Regions from separate parts of the Mus musculus genome. Here region 1 is linked to region 2. The links are chromatin contacts, called in public Hi-C maps. All regions are on one chromosome and are shown on one strand. The core of a region is the stretch at or near the end of the contact, and the rest is flanking DNA. Distances in the headings are between cores, read along the strand shown. Region 1 overlaps Nufip2 (nuclear fragile X mental retardation protein interacting protein 2). Region 2 overlaps Ssh2 (slingshot protein phosphatase 2).

Region 1 (4,832 bases), core at 1,268-3,767, 390 kb before region 2:
ACATCTAGCCAATTATTATTACAGCCTTACTAGCCTTGATCTCAGAATATAGGCTGACTCTGCTGGGATTGAAGGTGTGTGATACTAACTAAACCTAGTATATCTTAAAAAGTTAGTATGCGGGGCTGGCGAGATGGCTCAGTGGGCAAGAGCACCCGACTGCTCTTCCGAAGGTCCAGAGTTCAAATCCCAGCAACCACATGGTGGCTCACAACCATCTGTAACGAGAGATCTGACTCCCTCTTCTGTAGTATCTGAAGACAGCTACAATGTACTTACATATAAAAAGTTAGTATGCTTTAGTAAAACGGAAAACCAGGAAGCCAAGTGATAGAGGGGCACTTGTTTAATTCCAATGAATAGCTTGGTCTACATAGCTCCAAGACAGCCAAGAGCTACACAAATATAAAAGATACCCTTGACTAGAAAAACCAAACCAAATGAAAAACAACAAAAACCAGGAACATAGCTCAGTTAGTAGAATGCTTTCCTCATCTGCTTGAGGTCCTGGATTCTTCCACCAAAACCCGCCCCGCCCCCCAGATGAGTATGCAAACCTTTAATTCATTATTTAATAGAAAGGAAGAGATCTGAAAATACTTAAGAACAAATTATCTCATTTATCTTAGTTTAAAGTGGTTGCTTACATTTTAAATACCATCTGAGCCAGGCCAGGCTCTGAGTTTGAGGCCAACCTGGTCTACTGATAGAATTCCAGGAGGCAGAGGCAGGCGGATTTCTGGTCTACAGAGTGAGTTCCAGGACAGCCAGGGCTACACAGAGAAACCCTGTCTCAAAAACAAAAAACAAACAAACAAAAAAAGGAATTCCAGGACAACCACAACCACAGAGAAAGAAACCCATCTCAAAAAAAGCAAAATAAGGGGGGAGGGTACAGGGAACTTTCGGGATAGCATTTGAAATGTATATAAAGAAAATATCTAATTAAAAAAAAAAAAAAAGCAAGCTGGGCGTGGTGGTGCATGCTTTTAATCCCAGCACTTGGGGGGGGGGGGGCAGAGGCAGGTGGATTTCTGAGTTCGAGGCCAGCCTGGTCTACAAAGTGAGTTCCAGGACAGCCAGGGCTATAAAGAGAAACCCTGTCTCAAAAAACCAAAAAAGAAAACAAAATAAAACCACAAAAAATTAACGTAACTTCTTAATAAGAAGATGATACAAAAATATCCTTTTTAAAACTCCAAAGACAACCTACCATGAAGACAATACTACTCCCTACAGTCACTAGCCATTTAACAACTTTGTATTTTACAATTACAGAATTCATTTTGCAGTCTCTTTCCCATTCCTGTTTGATTTGAAATGTATAAAGAAACAATTCAAGTGTTTACTAATCATCCCTAAGCCATGGCTGTATTAAAAAAAGACTTGATCCTTGATTCTAAGAAAAAAAGATTAGCAGGCGGTTTTCTGAGTTCTAGGCCAGCCTGGTCTACAAAGTGAGTTCCAGGACAGCCAGGGCTACACAGAGAAGCCCTGTCTCGGAAAACAAAACAAAACAACAACAACAAAAAAAGGAGATTAGCTATGATGCCTACAAAAAACAACCACCAGCAATGATAACCTTAAGGGTGCAATAGTGGCACACATACCTTGGCATAAGCAACAAGTCTCTAATGAGACTTAAGACCCCCTTTAAAAAAGGGAAAATCATTTCTGGTACTGGAAACCTAGACAAATACCTATGGCTAGTAAAATCATGGATCTTGGGTGAAAATATATAATCATCACTTTACAATCCAGCATAATCCTTACTCTAAATATCATTTATTCCTATATGGACAAGTAAGTGTAGCCCTCACCCCACATACACAAAACTTCTCTGCAACACACTGACTGTTAAAGAAATCCTCTCCTGGTGATGTCACAGAAGCTCTACCCATTAAGTCTCACCAACATGACTGCCTAGATATGATTTGAACAAGGAAAACAATAGACATGCTAAAGTCCAGGAGCTCCGACCCAACAATACAGGCAACTTCGGGCAACTAAGAAACACCTGGGAGCTGAGAAAGTCTTTCCCAGAAAAGATCACACCAACTGATTATCCAATACCAAATGATCGGCCCTGAAAACATACACATACAAGTAACACCACTATACAAACAAACTGAACAGGTTATTTATGTAATTAGGAATTTGAAAGCAATCAAAGACAACATGTAGATTGTATACCCATTACCTGTCCTACTTGTTCAATCTTGGTTATGGGAGGATAAAAGTGAATGCTAACTCTTTTTATTTCCAAACACCATTCAATACAGTCTAGATGTTTCTCTAACACTGAATATTATCCTAAAATATGAAATGTTTTAGTTCTTAGGGTATCCCTTTCTTTACCACATAAGCACAGGCAAAACGGCTAAAGGTAAAAACATTTATATTGATTTACTCAAAATACTTGTATTTGGAAGGGACAGGAAGGCACTGGGAAGGGCTGGCTGTACTGGTGGTCATGCCCAAGGCTTTATGTCTGTTAACCGTGAGCTCTATGACTAAGCATAAAACTCTTAGCTTCTACAGGCATGGTAGCACACGCCTCTAACCCCAGCACTTGGATCTATTTAAGCTTAAGGCCAGCCAGGTCTACACAGAGAAAACCTGTCTAAAAAAGAAAAAAACTAAACTATTTTAAAAGGAAGAGTTTCCATGTTCCCTGAAAAACTGTAGCCCATTATAGCCTTAAATTTAAAGCTTCAGCCTTCACAGAGATGAGTACAAGTCACTCTTTAGCAGTCCTGGGATGGCAATTACTTTCTTTACTTTTTACAAGTTGTTAATTTAATACAAAAAAATAAAGCCTGTTGCCAGGCAGTGGTGGCACACATCTTTAATCCCAGCACTTGGGAGGCAGAGGCAGGCGGATTTCTGAGTTTGAGGCCAGCCTGGTCTACAAAGTGAGTTCCAGGACAGCCAGGGCTATACAAAGAAACCATGTCTCAAAAAACCAAAAAAAATAAATAATAAAAAATAAAGCCTGTTAATGAATAGAATAGGTCATGATTCCAAATTAGTCTCACTAAAACAAATGTCATAATTAGTATTAACATTTTAAGTAGCAAACCATTCTTACCTTGCTTCTGCAAATTCCATATAGATTCCATTTCTGTAAGAGAGGAAAAATTATTAATGAATGCTGAATAAAAAATGCTTTTTATCCCTTATAATAATGCTATAGTTTTATCTCTTACATCTGAAAAACCTAGACTGATTACTGCTGGGATAAAGGTAAGGTTGACTGATAATAGTATAGCTTTATGCAACACAAGGCACTAAAATTTTGAAATATGTTATGTAAATGCTAATTATGAAAAATCAATCATTAGGCTGGCAGGATTGCTTCCTATCAACCCTAATGTCAAGTTATAATCTCTAAGACCTATGTGGTAGAAGAATGCTGGTTGTTCATTGACCTCTACACACAGTTAAGATATATATGCATATGTACATGTGTGTGTGTCTACATACAAAATAAAAGCTAATTGTTATATGAAATTGATAAGATTCTGTATTCACAAATAGCAAAGATATGCAAAGCCTGCATATAGTAAACATTTTTTACCTATTACCCCAGTACACAAAGCTTTACAGCAGACATCTAAATGATTAAGAACATAAATAGCTTTTAATACTTATAATACAAAACCCAAAGAATTAGTCCCTGAAAATAGAAATGAAAACTATTCGGGGGTGGGGAAGAATGAACTTTGTAGACCATAATAGCCTTGAACTTGGACATCCACCAGTGTCGATCTTCTGACAGAGGCAAAAATAAAAGCTAATAAACACCCCCCCAAAAAATGCTAAATTTCTTTTTAACGAAATTTTATCTTTAAGTTTGATATTGAGGTAGGGTTTCACTATGTAACCCTGAGTGGCCTCTAAGCTGACATATTCAAACTGGTCCTGAACTTGAGAGCCTTTTTAAAAAATTATTCAGAGCCTGGCACACGCCTTTGATCCCAGCACTTGTGAGGCAGAGGCAGGCGGATTTCTGAGTTTGAGGCCAGCCTGGTCTACAGAGCGAGTTCCAGGACAGCCAGGACTACACAGAGAAACCCTGTCTCGAAAAACAAACAAACAAAAAAAAATTATTCAGCTGGGCAGTGGTGGCTCACACCTTTAATCCCAGCACCTGGAAGGCAGAGGCAGGTGGATTTCTGAGTTTGAGGCCAGCTTCTACATAGTGAGTTCCATGATAGCTAGGGCTACAAAGAGAAACACTGTCTCAAAAAAACCAAAAGAAAAAGAAAAAAAAGTATTTATTTTATATACATGAGTACACTGTAGCTATCTTTAGACACAGCAGAAGAGGGCATCAGATCTCTTTACAGAGCTGGGCAGTGGTGACACACACCTTTACACTCGGGAGGCAGAGGCAGAGGCAGGCGGATTTCTGAGTTTGAGGCCAGCCTGATCTACAGAGTGAGTTCCAGGACAGCCAGGGCTACATAGAGAAACTGCATCGGGGTGGGAGTGGTGGAGGTGGAGGTGGGGGGAGATCTCATACAGATGGTCGTGAGCCACCATGTGGTTGCTGGAATTTGAACTCTCAAAGAGCAGTCAGTGTTCTTAACCATCTCTCCAGAACCTAGGTTTTGCTTCCTGAGTGTTGGTAATAAAGCCATGTTTATCTGTAGACAGGGTTTACCTCTAAAGCCCAGGATGTCCTGAACCATTATTAAGTTCACACTGCCTCTGAGCTTAAGACAACTCTCTCAGTCTCCCTAAAGCTGACACTACAAATTTAAGCTGTACCAGTATTCCTTGTCAATTTTACAAACCAACAACTATAACCTTTTCTCCTCATACCC
Region 2 (4,626 bases), core at 269-2,768:
GGTTTCTCTGTGTAGCCCTGGCTGTCCTGGAACTCACTCTGTAGACCAGGCTGGCCTCGAACTCAGAAATCCGCCTGCCTCTGCCTCCCAAGTGCTGGGATTAAAGGTGTTACCACCACCACTGCCCAGCTCAAAGTTGGTTTCAAATGCCAGACATTAATGCTATTTCTTCTATCACCTGGAAATATCTGTTTCCCTCCAATTCTATCTTTACTCTAGCACCATCCAGTTCTGTTTCTAGGTTATGAGTGGGTTCTTCATTTATCTTTCACCATTAAACTGTAAGGTTTTTTTTTGTTTGTTTGATTTGTTTTGTTTTGTTTTAGTTCAAGAACCATGCCTAATCCCACCTGTCATCACAGTGCCCTAGGTACAAGATGGGACTAGAGGAAGAGGCAAAATCAAGTGGCTGTAGTGATTAACTAGTGAGATTTCTTATAGGCAAACACTTAAAACCAACTGGTTATACATTTCCAGCAAGTATGGACTATGTATTTGCAACCTGTTAGCTTTAACAAGTTTGAAGAACTTTGTTGTGTTGCTTGTTTTTTCAGGAGGTGATTTGGGCCCTAAGGCTTTCCTTTTGGCTAAGCAAACAATTTACTTGTTTTTATTTCTGTATGCATACATTCAATATCAACTCACCAATGTCTTATTTTCTAGCCAGTAAATAAGACTGATCCTTATCCTTGGATATTTCACATTGTAACTCAAGGAGAAAGTTCTATTAAAAATGTTAATTGCCTCACTTGGACCAAAGCAAAGTTGGACAGTATAGCATAGAAGCATCAGAGGAAGAAATAACTCTAGGATTGGAAAGTGTTTTAGCTAAGTTAACTTTTACGTTGGGCTTGAACTAGAAAGTTTTGTCAAGTAGTAAAAGCAGACTTATTTCAGGCAGAGGCACAAAGAACCGAAAATGTTACAGGCTATCTGATCACACTGTGTATCTCAAGATTGTGTTATTTACTGAAGGAAAAAAAAAAAAAAAAGACCTGTTTCTAGTCATGATATGGCTCAGCATTAGCACACAACTTTAATTTGTCTGGCAGGAATACAGACTTACCCTGAATCCCAAACAATGAAGATAAATTTAGTTTGTAGAAAGAAGCACCCATGTTTGAAAGTGATATCTAATTGGTGGCAAACAAAGTGATGAATCAGAGAAATATTTGACAGAATAGGATCTGCCCAACTCTCAAAGGAGAGAGGAAAGGGAAGCTACTTAAGTGTGCAGTGCAGAGAGAGAGGAAGTAGAAAGGAGGCAGTTTTACCAGGACAGTTATAAAGAGAGGTTTCAGAGAGGGAACATGGTAGACACAGGTGAAGACAGAACAAACCAGAGAATAAGGAGCCAAAAGATCAGAATATACTGCCAAAGTTTGTATTATACAAAACAGAGCAATTTAGGAGAAGCTGAGAGAAGCCAGATTGAATCAATTAATGTAAAGCCAAGTTTTGAGCCAGGAACAGCTGAGTTGACTAGCCAGCCAGAGTTCAGAAAGACCTAGAAAGGGTGAGCTTATTTAGCAGTGACAACATTCTAGGCTTAGATAAGATTCTATAGAGGCTAGAGGCTTCTAGGACTAGGCCTAGGTTAGCAGAAAAAGGCAGTAAAAATAAGAGATGACAATTACTATAGGAGAATAAAAGTTACTTTTACAAGAATAAGTGGAAACAAGTTTCACATTTGAGGAGCATTGAGTAGTTGTGCATTGCTGGAACAAAGGTAGAATTGGGGGTTAAAGCTATCAAGTAGTCTTACTGTTATGGTTCCACAATGCTAGGTATCCTACCATGACAGCTCTATAGCCAGGAAACTGGATTATCCATTAACTAGATATGGTAGATATAATTTATCAGTTTTCTCTGCCCTTGGCAATAAACTAATAATGGGGGGGGGCTAGGGGGTGTCAGGAAAAAAATCAATAGTGGCCTTTTAAGAGGAAGTGTGCACTTTGGAACTAAAGATAGTGCTGTGCTTCTGGTCTGTGGAAGCAGGAGGATGTAAAGGCACTGTGACAACTCTACTGGTTGTCACCATGGCTGGATTTAAAGGTGTCTAGAACTGGTGAAAGGCATCTGAGTGAATGTGGAGATGTGTACAGAGAGGACTAACATGTGAGAGCAAGTAGGGAGTGGGGAGATCCACTCTTAAGTGTGGACGGTCCCTCCCAAATGGCATCCCAGTTGAAAAAGGAAGAAGCCAGAGGAAAGCAGCAAATGCTTGCCCCGGCTCATTTCTATTTGAATGATTCATCTATATTTGCTGCCATCTACTGACAACAAACTCCATTGTCTTCAGTCATTCCTTATAGACCAGTGGCTCTCCAGGGAGCTCTCAGGCTTTCTGCACTAGATTGGAACTGCTAACACGTCCCATCTACTGTTTTGAGAACTTGGTCCTGTGTGCTGTGTTGCACCAGAGAATATACGTCTATGAACATGCTTTGTGTGTGTGTGTGAATTCGGTTGGTTCTGTATCTCTAGAAAACTCTGCTTAATACAGGTACCATTCCTAGTGTTTGGATTACTTGTTAAGAGAAAGCTTAGCCTATTTCCTAGGAGCAAAGAAAATGGAGGTGAAACCAGTTGCATAGATTATTAATTGGTTTGTAACAAATGAATCCCAGGAGCACTTAGCTGGGTGTTCACTCAATACTTATTATTCACTCAGTGCTGTTGTACAGCGAATACATGAAGATCCAAGCAGCTTCAGTCTCACAACTGTTGTTTTGACCTGGATGGCTGTAAAACTGAAGGTACATTGCAGTGCCTAATGTGAGCTCTAATATGGCTTGGGCCCCCTCAAAGGAGAGTAGTTTCAGGGTTGGCTTCTTGCATAGCAGCCCAGGGCTCTAAAAGGATGCTAGGCTTGGAGCTGGCAATAGTGTAATGCCACTATGTTACACTCTCTTGATGCATTAAAGGACAACCCAGATTCCAGGAGAGGAACTAGATTCCTCTTCTGGGGAAGCAGCAGCAAAGAATCTGCAGTCATCTTCAAGCACCTCTTCCAATTCTGGTGACTAGCTAGCTGAACATGTGGGCACAAGGAACAGGACAGAACACCAAGAAAGAATGTTGATACTGGCTGGAATCAGGAGCCAGACCAAAAATTCAACCTATTCATACTTTATAAAAATATAACATCTAGTAAAGTAAAAATAAGTTAAAGTATGCAACAATTGCAAATGAAGTCAAAGTCATATCTTACTCCTATTATGACAGGATTAAAAGAAAACCTAAATAAAGCTTTCTTGCCTATCAGTTGAAGCAACAGGAAATTTTTGTGAGTTACCCGCTATTTATGAAGCATTTTGTTTTTTAGATTATTTGTGAGATCCAAGTGCAGGTCCTCATGAAGGCTAGAAGAATGTGTTAATGCTCTGCAGTTAACAGATGGTTGTGAGCTGCCAGATGTGGGAGTTGAGAATCAAACTCAGGTCTTCTGCAAAAGCAGTACTTACTCCTAACTGCTGAAATCTGTTTAGCCTAAATATTTTCCTTAAATTACTACAAAATATAAACTAGTACAACGCCTATGATCCTGGGAGACAGAGACAAGAGGATCCTAATTTTTAGACTAGCCTGTGATACAATAGAGTTCCAGCCCAGCCTAAGCTACATGGAGAGAACCTGTCTAAAAGGGGGTAAGTGGAGGGAGGCTGGGGACATACCAGTGATAGAATGCTTGTCTAATATGCCCAACACTGGAACTGTAAAACCAAAACAACTAAATCAGCTGCTTCCTCAAAGACTAAAGCTTGATTCAAATTTCATTAAAACAATTGCAATTCTGAAAAATAAAATGTCCTCAGTCAACAGCTTTTGAAGAGGCATAGTCCAGCTCAGAGGAAACTGAGTTGCTGTGGGGAGCTTTCGCTGGGTGTCTTCTATCTATAATCCTTATTCTGCATATATGTATACATATACATATATATAGTATTACCTATTTATAGTGCTTACTGTGCACTTGTAATATTATCTTTTCTACTGATAATCAGTTCCTCGGGTTTTTTAATTAAAAACTGTATTATTATGGAGGGCAACATGTGTGTCTATTGAGTATTGCTAAAATTCCTTCACTGGAGGAGACTGTTTATGTCTATATAGAGACAATATAAAAATATTATGCCTATATAAATATAGAGAACATAAAATACATATAGACAAGTTACCCCATCCTCCTGCAATCCCAAGCTGAGGCATTGCTCTACCAAAGTTCATCGGGGAACCAATGGTTTATTAAGCTTGCTTACAGCAATGGATGAGGGGCTGCCACACCCTCACCCATGACTCACCCACGGTTGTGTTGACAGAGACCCCTGGTCCTTTCCACCTGACAGTCCCTGAGACCTTGAGACTATTTAGGGCAGAATTGGATACAACTGGTTGGGAAAGGTGTCTGAATACTCAGGTGAGAGTCCCATGACCTTCCATGTTCCTCCTATGAGAGAATGTCAGAGGTCAACAAACACAGTTGTGATCTTTGCAAGTCAGTCGAACAGAACACGGGAAGATGGCAGCAAGTGTGTGGCTCAGATGCAACGCTGTGGCTTCCACAGACCTAACAGATGGTCAGGCTTGCCGAGCACATGTCTTAACCATTTCACAGCTCAGTTC

Evidence for each region. Hi-C and Micro-C count contacts between places; a contact is called where the count stands out from the background.
Region 1: a Hi-C map of the HPC-7 cell line shows a contact between it and region 2, with 2.4 times the contacts expected there. The contact joins two enhancer-like sites. A contact is called at or near these places in 1 of 484 Hi-C or Micro-C datasets (the HPC-7 cell line) and 1 of 9 other capture datasets (adipose tissue).

What each region holds. Positions count from the first base shown.
Region 1 is chr11:77,703,801-77,708,632 of GRCm38.p6, reverse strand. It overlaps Nufip2 (nuclear fragile X mental retardation protein interacting protein 2), which reads right to left. Exons shown (of 4, transcript NM_001024205.2): 3 at 3,092-3,124. Among named protein-coding and RNA genes, the nearest start is that of Cryba1, 19 kb to the left of the region's middle. Within about 2 kb of position 2,517, at least 5 of the 459 cell types and tissues checked have an H3K27ac peak or open chromatin away from gene starts, as enhancers often do. A contact at or near this core is called in the HPC-7 cell line, where this site is marked.
Region 2 is chr11:77,315,528-77,320,153 of GRCm38.p6, reverse strand. The region is part of intron 1 of Ssh2 (slingshot protein phosphatase 2); the gene reads right to left. Among named protein-coding and RNA genes, the nearest start is that of Gm24989, 73 kb to the right of the region's middle. Within about 2 kb of position 1,518, at least 28 of the 459 cell types and tissues checked have an H3K27ac peak or open chromatin away from gene starts, as enhancers often do. A contact at or near this core is called in the HPC-7 cell line, where this site is marked.